Linked DNA regions of Sus scrofa: region 2 is linked to region 1. A link is a contact called in public HiChIP or PLAC-seq data. All regions are on one chromosome and are shown on one strand. The core of a region is the stretch at or near the end of the contact, and the rest is flanking DNA. Distances in the headings are between cores, read along the strand shown. Region 1 holds the start of CUL4A (cullin-4A). Region 2 holds the start of DCUN1D2 (DCN1-like protein 2).

Region 1 (5,626 bases), core at 1,566-4,065:
GGGACGGGGGTGAGGGAGGGCGGTGAGGTCAGGGACGGGGGTGAGGGAGGGCGGTGAGGTCAGGGACGGGGGTGAGGGAGGGCGGTGAGGTCAGGGACGGGGGTGAGGGAGGGCGGTGAGGTCAGGGACGGGGGTGAGGGAGGGCGGTGAGGTCAGGGACGGGGGTGAGGGAGGGCGGTGAGGTCAGGGACGGGGGTGAGGGAGGGCGGTGAGGTCAGGGACGGGGGTGAGGGAGGGCGGTGAGGTCAGGGACGGGGGTGAGGGAGGGCGGTGAGGTCAGGGACGGGGGTGAGGGAGGGCGGTGAGGTCAGGGACGGGGGTGAGGGAGGGCGGTGAGGTCAGGGACGGGGGTGAGGGAGGGCGGTGAGGTCAGGGACTGGGGTGAGGGAGATGCTGAATTCAAGGGGGCCTCAGGGAACTCTGGATGATGGAAACACCCACTGTGGTCCCCAGTGTGCTGCTGGTTAGACTGTGGGGTACACCTGCTAAAACTTAACAAACTACATATTTCTACCTTATTAAAGGTGATTAAAACACCAAAAACTCTAAGGATGGTTATACAACTATAAATACAATAAAATTCAAAGAGTTTAAAAAAAATACAATAAATTCACACAAACTTGTGACAAAGAAGGGACATATGTCCCTCAAATTGTCAACGTTTTCTTTGGGTGGTGGGAGAATAGGTGATTTTTTTTTTTTTTTTTTTTTTTTTTGCTTTTTAGGGCTGCACGTGGGACATACTTGAGTTTCCAGGCTAGGGGTCAAATTAGAGCTGCAGCTGCCGGTCTACACCACAACCACAGCAACACCAGATCCAAGCTGTATCTGCAACCTACACCACAGCTCACAGCAACGCCGGATCCTTAACTCACTGGGCGAGGCCAGGGGTCGAACCCACAACCTCATGGTTCCTAGTCAGATCTGCTTCCGCTGCACAACAACGGTTTCTAATTTTGTTGGTTTTCAATTGTTTTCCTTGTATTTTTTATAGTTTCCATAATTTTACAATGTAATCACTTACAGAAAAAGAAAAAACTTAAAATCCAAGTCTCCTAATAGAAATTGTACTGTCATTACCTAAAACGTGGGTGATATTAGGCCCAGCTGACAAATTGTTAGTCTTTAAGATACCAGAAAAGAAAAACCAGTCTGCTTGTAAGTGGAATATCCAACCGTGAAACATACTTTCGACCATTTTTTCTTATGTTAGAACAAGAACATCATTAATTTAAATCAAATGAAACAAAACCTGTTTGCACATTTTAACCGCAATAATTAATCACAAAGTACAATGAAGACAGGGAAAATCTACAAGTGAAACTGTCATGAGAATTTTATATATAACGTAACTTGGAATTTTAATAACATTTGCTGCATATTTGGAAAACAGAGTCGCATGGCTCACAGAAACATATGGCTTTCCTGTGATGAATTAACTTTAAATGCCTTTCTAGACAGTTGAAGCCTGAAAAGAAAATAAAAATCCCACAAGCGCCAAAACCCGAAAATCCTCCTTGACCCTGGGGACGTCCTCTCGCAGAACTCCCACTGTTTCTGCCGGAGGCCTGTACTTGGATTTCTAGTATTTCCTTCGCTGAGACAATACTGAGGCCCACGGAATCCGCACCCGTGTCACATTTCGTGGAAGTGCACAACCGTGTGGTTTGGACAGCTGCAAAAAACGGTAAGTGAAAAACAAGATGCTGGCCCCCAGGCCTGGACGTTCTCCCTGAAGAAATTAGGTGAGAATCCTAAGGAGCCCCGCTGTTTGCAAAGGTGGAGTCTTACCTGGTAGAGCTCTTCCAGGTTGTATCTGATGGAGGTACTACTCTGTATGGCTTTCACCGCCTCGTGAAGCTTGTGCCAGGTGTCCTGAGTGTAGTTATCAGGCAACTTCGGTCTGTCTGTAAATCCAGAGACAGTGAGTGGGGAAGGGCATCATGCCAAGAGTCACACACCTTAAAAAAAAACTCTACAAAAAAGGACTCAAAGACACCTAGGTGACGAATACGGGCAGTAGCTCTTCCCCAAAGGAAGCACTGTGTTTACACCTTCCTTGGCTTAGAGACTATGTGACCACAATGTCTCTCTTTTGCTGGGTAAATACTTGCAGTGTTGATACTTAGGACACACACATGTAGTCTTCTAAGTAAGGAGACGTTACAAATAAACAAACATGGAATAGTTAAGCCCCGACCAGATTTAAAGTTGAGTTAAATTACTCAACGTCGGGAGGGAGGTCTGTGTGGGACGAAGACGCTTGCTCCCAGATAACGACAGTGACAGCGGAGAAAGTAATTAAATTAAGCGACATCACCCAGCGCTTCAGGGGCTGCCACTCGTTCTGGCTCGGCCTCGCCAACCACGACACCTGCGCTGCTTGGCCGAACTTAACTCCAGCCGAACCCTCCGTCCCGACGACACAGCCGCGGAGGGAAAGCGACCCCCGCCCGCCCCGCCGCGGCCCCGCACCCACCTCGGAAATTCTTGATCACGAGCTTCTTGGAGCCGCCGCTGCCCCCGGGCTTGGAGGTGACGGCGGCGGCGGCGAGGGACGCGGGCTTGGTGAGGCCGTTGGTGTGCCCGACGAGCGCCGAGAAGCTGCCCTTCCTGGGGGTCTCGTCGGCCATGGCCGCGGCCGCAGCGCCCCGCCCGGGCCTCCGCCCGCGCCCGCCTGTCCGCTCCCCCGGCTGCGCTCCCCGGTCCGGCCCGGCCCGGTCCAACCGCCGGATCCCGACGCCGACCGCGCGCCTCAGGCCTCGGGAGCGCGCCGGACCCCGACCCGACCTGACCCGGCCCGACCCGGCCCCGAGCTCGCGGGCGCCGCAGTCCGCTTCCGCCGCGGTCCGTGTGGAACCTCGCAGCAGGCGAGCGGCCGGCGGGCCTGGGCACCTGGGGCGCGGACGAGGCGGCCTCGCGAGCGGTTCGGGGAGTCGCAGCGCAGCCCCCAGCCCGCCTCAGCCCGGGCGCGCCGCCATGCCGGCCCGGGGCTCGCGTTCCCGCGCACAGGCTGCCTCCGGAACCAAGGTGCGCGGAGGGCGGGGGGCGCGGGGCCGGGACGGACCGCGGCCCGGAAGTGACGCAAGCAGGCGGCGACGGGCGCGCAGCTCCGCCGCACTGCAGGCGCGGCCATGGCGCACATCACCCTCAACCAGTACCTGCAGCAGGTAACGTTCGCCGACCATCGGGCCCCCTGCCGGTTGACCTCCCGCTTCCCTGAGCTGCGGCCCGGAGCGGGCTGGGGCCCGGGCGGGTCCGTTCGCCGGCTGCGCCGGAGCCTTTGGCCGCCAGACGGGAAGCAGGCGCCCTCACCGTGTACCCTGGGGGCTCGGGAGCCCCGGCGGCCGTGCCCTCAATTCAGGGGCGTGTGGGGACGGGGGACAGGCAGTGGTGGATGTAGGAGCCGGGGAAAGCAAGTGGTTCGACTGCAAGGGGGTTCTGTGTTGGCGCTCGGCGTACCTATGTCCTTTGGGATTTGTGTCTCTGAGGAGTTTTGTCTAAACAGGCTCCAAATGCAACGGGAGAGCGCAAATATGTTTTTGTGGATTCGAAGCTTGTAGTCTTTCCCCTGAGCCATGCTATTTCGCAGAACTAGAACCGTGGTAATCAGGACAGGGAAAGGGGGAGAGTGGGTTTTTAGAATATATGGAGACATTGCGGAGACTTGGTGAATAAGGCTGTGTGGTTGGAGAACAAACAGGAAGGAATTAAGAATGATTCCCAGGTTTCCAGCTGGGCAACACGTGAGCAGAACTGATTGGGAAGGAAAAATAAGTGTAGTTTTGGCCGTGTTGAGTTGGAGGCATCTGTTGACAACCAAGCCAAGCTATCTCTTTGGCAGTTGAATATAGTGTAACATGATTGGAACCATTAGTTGTTCAGTTAATTGAGAAAGTTGGTTAAGATAGGAATCATGGGGGAAAAAAAAAACAGATCCATGCTTTTATCTTAACTTAAAGGATATGTTCATTTCCAATCATTTGATTGAGACCTAAGACCTTTTCTTTAAGAACAGGTCTACTTTGGCCTTAGCTTTGCAGAGTTAACATTTTTCACTATCAGTTTTTATTTAAAGTCAAACAAGAACAGAGTTCCCGTCATGGCACAGTGGTTAATGAATCCGAGTAGGAACCATGAGGTTGCGGGTTCCATCCCTGGCCTTGCTCATTGGGTTAAGGATCCAGCATTGCCGTGAGCTGTGGTGTAGGTCGCAGATGCAGCTCGGGTCCCATGTTGCTGTGGCTGTGGTGTAAGCCAGCAGCTGTAGCTCTGATTAGACCCCTAGGCTGGGAACCTCCATGTGCTGCGGGAGCGGACCTAGAAAAGGCAGAAAGACAAAATAAATAAAGTCAAACAAGAACGCAGACATTTGAGATGTACAAAAATTTGTCATTTTTTGACAATTTTTTTTTCTTTTAGGGCCGCACTTGTGGCATATGGAAGTTGCCAGGCCAGGGATTAAATCAGAGCTGCGGCTGCTGGCCTACACCACAGCCACAGCCACAGCCACATTATCTCTGGATCCTGAACCCACTGAGAGGCCAGAGATGGAACCTGCATCCTCAGGGACACTCTTGGGTTCTTAACCCACTGAGCTACAACAAGAACTCCAGATAAATATTATTTTAAAATGTCATTTGGTTTGCTAGTTATAAATCATCTGCCATTACCCAGGCCTCCAGTATAGAAATATATAAAGTCAAAGTCTCCTCGCTCCCCCACCCCCCTGCCCAGCTCTCACCATACTGGCCAGGGGTCAGCTGGTGTGGCATGGGGCCCTGCATTTGTTCCTGTGCTAACATGCCACACAACTAACTTTGCAAAATCGACAAAAAGCATATTGTGGACACTTTTCCACATTGCTCTAAGTAGGTGTACGTGATTCTCACGACACTCAGTACCCTGCTGTGTGACCGTGACGTTTTATTTTGTCACTATCTTTCCCTTTTTATTTTATGTGAAGGTTGAATGAAAGCTCTCTGCATTTTGGATATATGTGGTTTTCAAGCTTTTTTTTTTCTTCTTCTTCATAAGCTGCATAAGTGGATTTTCAAATGTTTGTTAGCATGGCTGAATAAAATTAGAATAATCCACTTTCATTAAAAAGCAAGTAATAAACACTGGCTTGTTCCACTTTTTCACTTTTTGCCTTCAGATCACATCTTAAGATGTAGTGATTGTGCGCTAAGGAGAGTGCTGACTTGTATCTGGATTATTCTCACTCCCCCAGAGTAGGGGAAGTGAAGTGCAGGGTATATGCTGTGTGTTGTCTAGATTCTGTTGGGATAGATGTTTTGTCCTCATAGCTCTTCTCTTTTCAAACACTTCAGGTGTACGAAGCAATTGATACCAGAGATGGGGCGTCTTGTGCAGAGCTGGTGTCCTTCAAGCACCCTCATGTTGCCAACCCACGGCTTCAGGTCAGTGGAGGGGCCATGCACATGGTGTCCCAGGGCGCTGCAGGGTCACCAGCTTCCTAAGAGAAGGAAACTAATGTCACCACTCCTCTCTGAAACGTGCGGAGTTCCTTGACGATTCGTCTGATTCTAGGCCACTTGCTGAACCGTAGCTGAACACCAAGTCTCAGAGACTGTCCTGAGACACACGCTCATTTTCCTGCGTT
Region 2 (5,626 bases), core at 1,508-4,007, 150 kb before region 1:
CTCCCAGCTTTCTGCTCACGTGGGGTCACAGGACCCTCTACCCCAGTCTCCTCCTCAGGCCCCTCCAGACCCAGCGACTTAAAGTCACTGCATCGAACTGCTGAAGGAGAGCCCAGTTTGTTGCCAGCAGCCTCTGGCTGTAAGGCCAGGTAGGACACAGTTCTTAGGACAGCCCATCCCCGAGGTGTCTGCCCCGCCCACCCAGCTGGACCCGCCAGCCGAGCGGGGACGGGGACTGACCTGGTACCAGGGCTCCAGGCAGGAAATCCGGCCCCTGCGGCGTGGGTGTGGCAGGATCACGGTTAACGGGCGCAGCACCTCTGGAAAAAGCAAAGCGTGAGGGTTATTTGTAGTAGATGGTTTAACATCCGACTTTTTCCTGCTCTCACTAGCACCTCCAGGTTCAACACTGCACAGGCAGAAAGGAGGGCCTCATGGAAAGGTCCAAGGAAGCCACATCTGTCGCAACGAAATCTGCAGAGGACTTCACCTGAAGAGTACATTGCACACTCTGGCAAGTCGAATGATGAGTACTTCTAAAAAGACAGAGCACTTACCTGGCCCACTGGGTTACTCTGCTGTACAGCAGAGACTGACATTGTAAACCGACTATAAAAAAAACCTAAACAAAACAATTTATGGTTCATTTCTAATCAGTAAAAGAACTGGAGAATGGATTAAGAAAAGGAACAAGGAAACAAGTTTTAAAGTATTTGAAGTTAATCATACAAAAACCAGGAGTTCCCTTTGTGGCTCAGCGGTTAATGATCCTGAATAGGATCCACGAGGTTGCAGGTTCGATCCCTGGCCTCGCTCAGTGAGTTAAGGATCCGGTGTCGCCGTGAGCTGTGGTGTAGGTCGCAGATGAGTCTCGGATCCTGCGTTACTGTGGCTGTGGTGTAGGCTGGCGGCTGCAGTTCTGATTCAACCCCTAACCTGGGAACTTCCATATGCCGCAGGTGCAGCCCTAAACAACAGCAACAACAAAAAAAAAAAAACCAACAAGAAAACCCCACAAAAACCAAACATTCCATTGAGTAATCCAATCACTAGGACACTATCTTTTTAACACTGATTATTAAAAGAGAAATTTGGAACCAGTATGATCCTGTGACCCAAAAAACGATAAGAAAAACAAATAGGAAAAGGCTGTAAACCGAGGAGCCTTGCTTGTCGGGCAGTTGCTGGAGGATCAGGCATGGAGCACTGTGGCCGGTGCCGCCAGTGCCCCTGAGAGGAACTCAGACCGAGGGAGCAGGTCGAGGCCTCTGTGCTTTGGGAAAACAGACAGAACAGACCAGAGGTTGTTCTTTAGGAAAAACGCTTACGAGCCCAGATTGCGGCATCTTGCCGCACTCCGGGGAGCGCTAACATCAGAACTGCGACACTGCCTGTGACTAGCAGCCACGCTCTGCGCCAGGTGTGCAGGGCCGCAGGCACCCCTTCTCTAAAACCCCTGCCATCCAGCCTCCGGCTCGGAGCCCTGGGAGAGGCCGTCTCCTGGGCTCGGTCCCCCGCTGACCCTGAATGAAAGAGAGCTCAGGGCTCTGGGGGAGGGCCTCACTGCAGCCGCCTTCACCTGGACGAGCGCACGATCTGACCGCACGTGGACGGTGACCCACGGCCTCACTCGGGGCTCACAGGTGAGATGTGAAAGGAACCTGGGGGCAGCGAGGAGGCCCGGACCCAGAGGGGATCCTGGAGCAGCGGCTCCTCCGCACACGGGACTCGAGCGGCAGGCGCCTGGAGGGTGTATACGGTCCAACGGTGTGGCCGGCAGTGTCCGCAGCGTCATCGGTGACTCAAGAACGGCGAGGCGCTCCCCCCAGCCCCTCCGAGCCCCCCGCCCCCGCTCCCGCCGCAACCCTGGGGCCGCCGCCAGCTGCGCGGGTCTGGAAAAGGGCGCTCCGGTGCAGCACTGCCGCACGCCCGCGGGCGGGAGCAGCAGGCTCGGGCGGGAAGACCCCGGGAGAGGGGAGACCAAGGCCCAGGGAGAGGGGACCCCACGAGAGAGGAGAGACCCTGCAGAGGAGGAGAACACGCCCTCAGTAAGGAGAAACCCCCGAGGAGGGGAGGGGAGACCCCCGGGGAGGGAAAGAGAAAGGCCGGCTCGAGAGACCCCCCCGGAAGAGGCGACCCTGGGAGGGGAGCCCCGAGACCGCACCTCAGGCGGGACCCGGACCCCGCGCCGAACGCCGCGCAGCGCTCACCGTGACGTCCCGGCGGCGGTGAGTCCTGGGCCCGGCACTCCGGCGCGGGGAGCCGAGGGGAGGGCAGGGACGCACCTTCTCCGCATCCCTTCCCAGGCGGTGGGGCCGCCCCCGGGGCGGGGACGGGGACTGGGTGAGGCGCGCAGAGGGCCCGGCCGCCGGCGCACTGGGAGAGCCGTCTGCGCCGACGCGGCCTAGAGGAACAGGCGGCGCCGCCAAGAAGGCGGGGCGGGGTTCCGCGGCCCCGGGGAGGCGCGGTGCACGCCGGGAGTTGGAGGCGGGGCGGTGCCCGGCTCCCGTCGGCCCCCGGGCGGAGCAGGGCACGCCGGGAGTTGGAGTCCCCCGGGCCTGACCTGCAGCTGCCTCCCGAGGCAGGTGTTTCGAGAGCCGAGGACAGGGACGGCGCGGCCGGACCAGGGCGCCTGCGCAGTTGGCCGGGGCCAGCGAGAAGCTGGGGCGCCCAGGGGAGAATGGTAGGCGGCACGTGCCATCGCCTTCCGCGTGGCTCCTCCTGGGCACCCGGGGGTCGGGGAGGGCTGGTGGGGTTGGCCAAGGTCGGGGGTGGGAGCGGGACCTAGGCTGGGGAAGGTCGGGGGCTGGGAGGCGGGAGCCAGGGGCTCTGGAGAGACCTGACCGGGAGGCTGCGGGAGAGTCGGGGTCCGGGTCGGCGCGAAGGCCTCGGGCGCGGTGGGGACGCCGGTGGCGGGAGGCACGCAGGTGGGACCTGGCCGGTGACCCAGGGGCAGCGTTGCTGACTGAGGAGGTGGAGGCACTGAGCGGGCCGGGGGCTCTGGTCAGTGCGTCTTCGGAAGCGTGAGCAGCCAGGTGACCGAGGAGGGAGGGACGTTGGGGGCACACCAGCATCCCGCCGAGGTCAGGCGGCAGGACTGCGCCTTTGAGCCTGGCCAGTAGTCCAGAGTGGCCGGAACGTGGACGTCAGGGTCGAGAACGGGCGCTGTGGAAGGCTTTTGAGAGGGAGCAGTGCGTGCGAAGCGATCACCTTTTGTCGGGAGGACAGGTGGGTCTGAGTGGGTCAGGATCCCATGTAAGGGAGACCAGCCGGGAGGCTGTGGGAATAGCCTGGGCCGCAGGAGGTGAGGACTTGGACGGAGACCATCTGTAGGAATAAGAGGGATGAGAGGCAAGAAGGGCGAGGCCTTGCACAGAGCTGGTCAGAAAGGGAGGAGGAGCAAAGAAAGGCGTGTCGTCCGGGCTTGGAGGTGCGAGCAGATGCCGACGTGCGTGACCAAAGCAGAACCTGTCCAAGGCCGGCCGGTTGTGCAGGAAGAAGATGCGGGAGCAGGGGAGATACAGGAGTCAGCGATGGATCTGGGGTTCACAGAGAAGTGTTAGGAAATGTACAGCGACTTCGAAGTGTCGTGAAAACGAGGCCGTGGATGGGTTTGGGCGACCCTTCAGTGAACCCGGTGCTTGCTGTGTATAAGATGCTGAGCTCCGTGCTGAGCAAGACAGACGTGTGCTTGGCGTTGATGGAGCTGGTGACCTGGCAGGAAGGACAGGCACGGAACACACAACCACTTTTTTGCAGTTGGTAAGTGCCAGGGAGGGACACTGGTTTCAGGGACTCCTGTAGTGCAGAGGACACAACGTCATGTCCGATGCCCAGGTGTGAAGGCTTAGCCGCAGAAACACGGTGGGAGTTGAACTCTCTAGAATGTTTGGGTGGGAGGGCAGCCTGGTGGAAAGGCAGGCTAGGTGCTGCATCCAGGCATCAGGATGGCCTGGCTGAGCCCGGAGAACCAGGGAAAAGGGACCGAGCAGGAGACTGTGGAGGGAACTGGAACCAGCCCTTTGGCTGCGCCTCAAGGGTGGCGCCCTTCGAGGGCCGGGAAGGAAGGGCAGTCTTTGTCCAAATGGGAGTGGAGGCCAGGAGAGGGTTTCAAGCAGGAGGCAGATGCTCCAGGAGGACTGTCGGGAGCGGAGTGGCGGTGTGAGGACAGCGCTTCCGGGTGGGAAGAGAGCCAGGAAGGGGCTGGAGAAGAGCTGGTCAGGGAGCCAGGAGGACCGGAGGAGGTGGTCCCCAGAACGGGGGGCGGGCAGCCCTCCGTCGCCCGCAGACAGCACTCGCCAGCAGTTAAGGGGAAGGGGCTGGGTGGGCAGGAGCCTGACTCGCTGGAGAGGCCAGAAAGCCGAGAGAGTGAAAGGGGACACCTGGGTCTAACTCCATGCACCCGCCGCCTGCTGTACCCGAGGCCGTCAAGGTGGCCAAGTGGCTGCCGTTAACCAAGTGTGGCTGCCTGGCAGCCTCTTGCACGTTGGCCCTGGGAGGAGACTTGGTTGCACCTGGTGTCTCTGGAAGGTCGTTTTAAGGGTAACTTATTTTCTATTTATTTATTTATTTGTATTTATTTTTTTGGTCTTTTTAGGGCCACACCTGTGGCATGTGGAAGTTCTCAGGCTAGGGGTCAAATCAGAGCTGCAGCTGCCAGCCTACGCCACAGCCACAGCAATGCCAGACCTGAGCCACGTCTGTGACTGACACCACAGCTCATAGCAGCCCTGGATCTTTAACCCACTGAGCAGGGCCAGGGACGGAGCCCGCATCCTCATGGATACTGGTCAGATTCATTTCCGCTGAACGCCACTTATTTTCAATTTAGATATGGTCCTTGGCGACTTGGATGACTCAGTCACCTGGCCCCGTGTTCCTCTGGGATTTGTCCTGGAGGTTCCCGGGGTGCCATGCTGACCTCTTCCGAGGTGAGACCCACGCACTGCAGAGATGAGCATTTCAGAGTGCACGTCGGTGCTGCTCGGGACACGCGTGGTGGGGCTGCCGCCGCCCCTGTCTGGCTCCAGGACGTCTCCATCCCTAAGGGAAGCCCCTCCCCGGCGCCCCTCCCCGACCACCTGCGTCCGTCTCTGTGGCCTTGCCCGTGCTGGACGTTGGATGTCCGTGGAGTCTCGGAGTGTGTGACCTGTTACTCAGCGTGTTTCTGAGGCCCACCCGTGTCACAGCGTGTCAGCACGTCACCCCTCGTTGTGCTGGACTTGACTGCAGGTGTACACCGAGTGTCGTCTTAGGAGCCGGACAGAACGTGAAATCCGGCACTGACAGCGGGTTCCCGGGTGAAGCTTCCTGGGTTGGTCCTCACTGTGCACCGTCTTGGGCTGGACCGTCTGTCACTGTCGGAAGGTTTCCGTAGGAGGTCTTGGCTTTGCCTGCCTCCCTTGGGGAAGCCCGCCAGCATCCTCGAGAGGCTGGCTTCATTTGTCAGTTTGCTGTCAGAGCGTAGGGGGTAGGCCCTCATTTAGCAACAGTTAATTTTACACGGAGTAGGACCTTGAATTCAGGTTTTTCTCAAAGGCTCATGTTCAGGAACTAACGTAGGGAATACACGTTCTCCGTGTGTCCTTGGGAAGCAAGTCAGGACGGCAGTGCAGGGGGTGCAGCC

Evidence for each region. HiChIP or PLAC-seq counts read pairs in DNA pulled down with a chosen protein or histone mark.
Region 2: a contact with region 1 is called in an H3K27ac HiChIP or PLAC-seq map of alveolar macrophages. The contact joins the promoter of DCUN1D2 here to the promoter of CUL4A in region 1. A contact is called at or near these places in 2 of 47 Hi-C or Micro-C datasets (epiblast stem cells and fetal skeletal muscle) and 2 of 2 datasets of contacts at active chromatin or transcription factors (alveolar macrophages and skeletal muscle).

Annotation. Positions count from the first base shown.
Region 1 is chr11:78,554,219-78,559,844 of Sscrofa11.1, reverse strand. It overlaps CUL4A (cullin-4A), which reads right to left and starts at 2,815. Exons shown (of 20, transcript XM_003131101.4): 1 at 2,480-2,815; 2 at 1,792-1,907. The coding sequence starts at 2,633. PCID2 (PCI domain-containing protein 2) reads left to right here and starts at 3,061. Exons shown (of 15, transcript XM_021065973.1): 1 at 3,061-3,170; 2 at 5,334-5,423. The coding sequence starts at 3,135.
Region 2 is chr11:78,705,857-78,711,482 of Sscrofa11.1, reverse strand. It overlaps DCUN1D2 (DCN1-like protein 2), which reads left to right and starts at 2,757. Exons shown (of 8, transcript XM_021065981.1): 1 at 2,757-3,762. TMCO3 (transmembrane and coiled-coil domains 3) reads right to left here and starts at 2,378. Exons shown (of 14, transcript NM_001267851.1): 1 at 2,211-2,378; 2 at 241-320.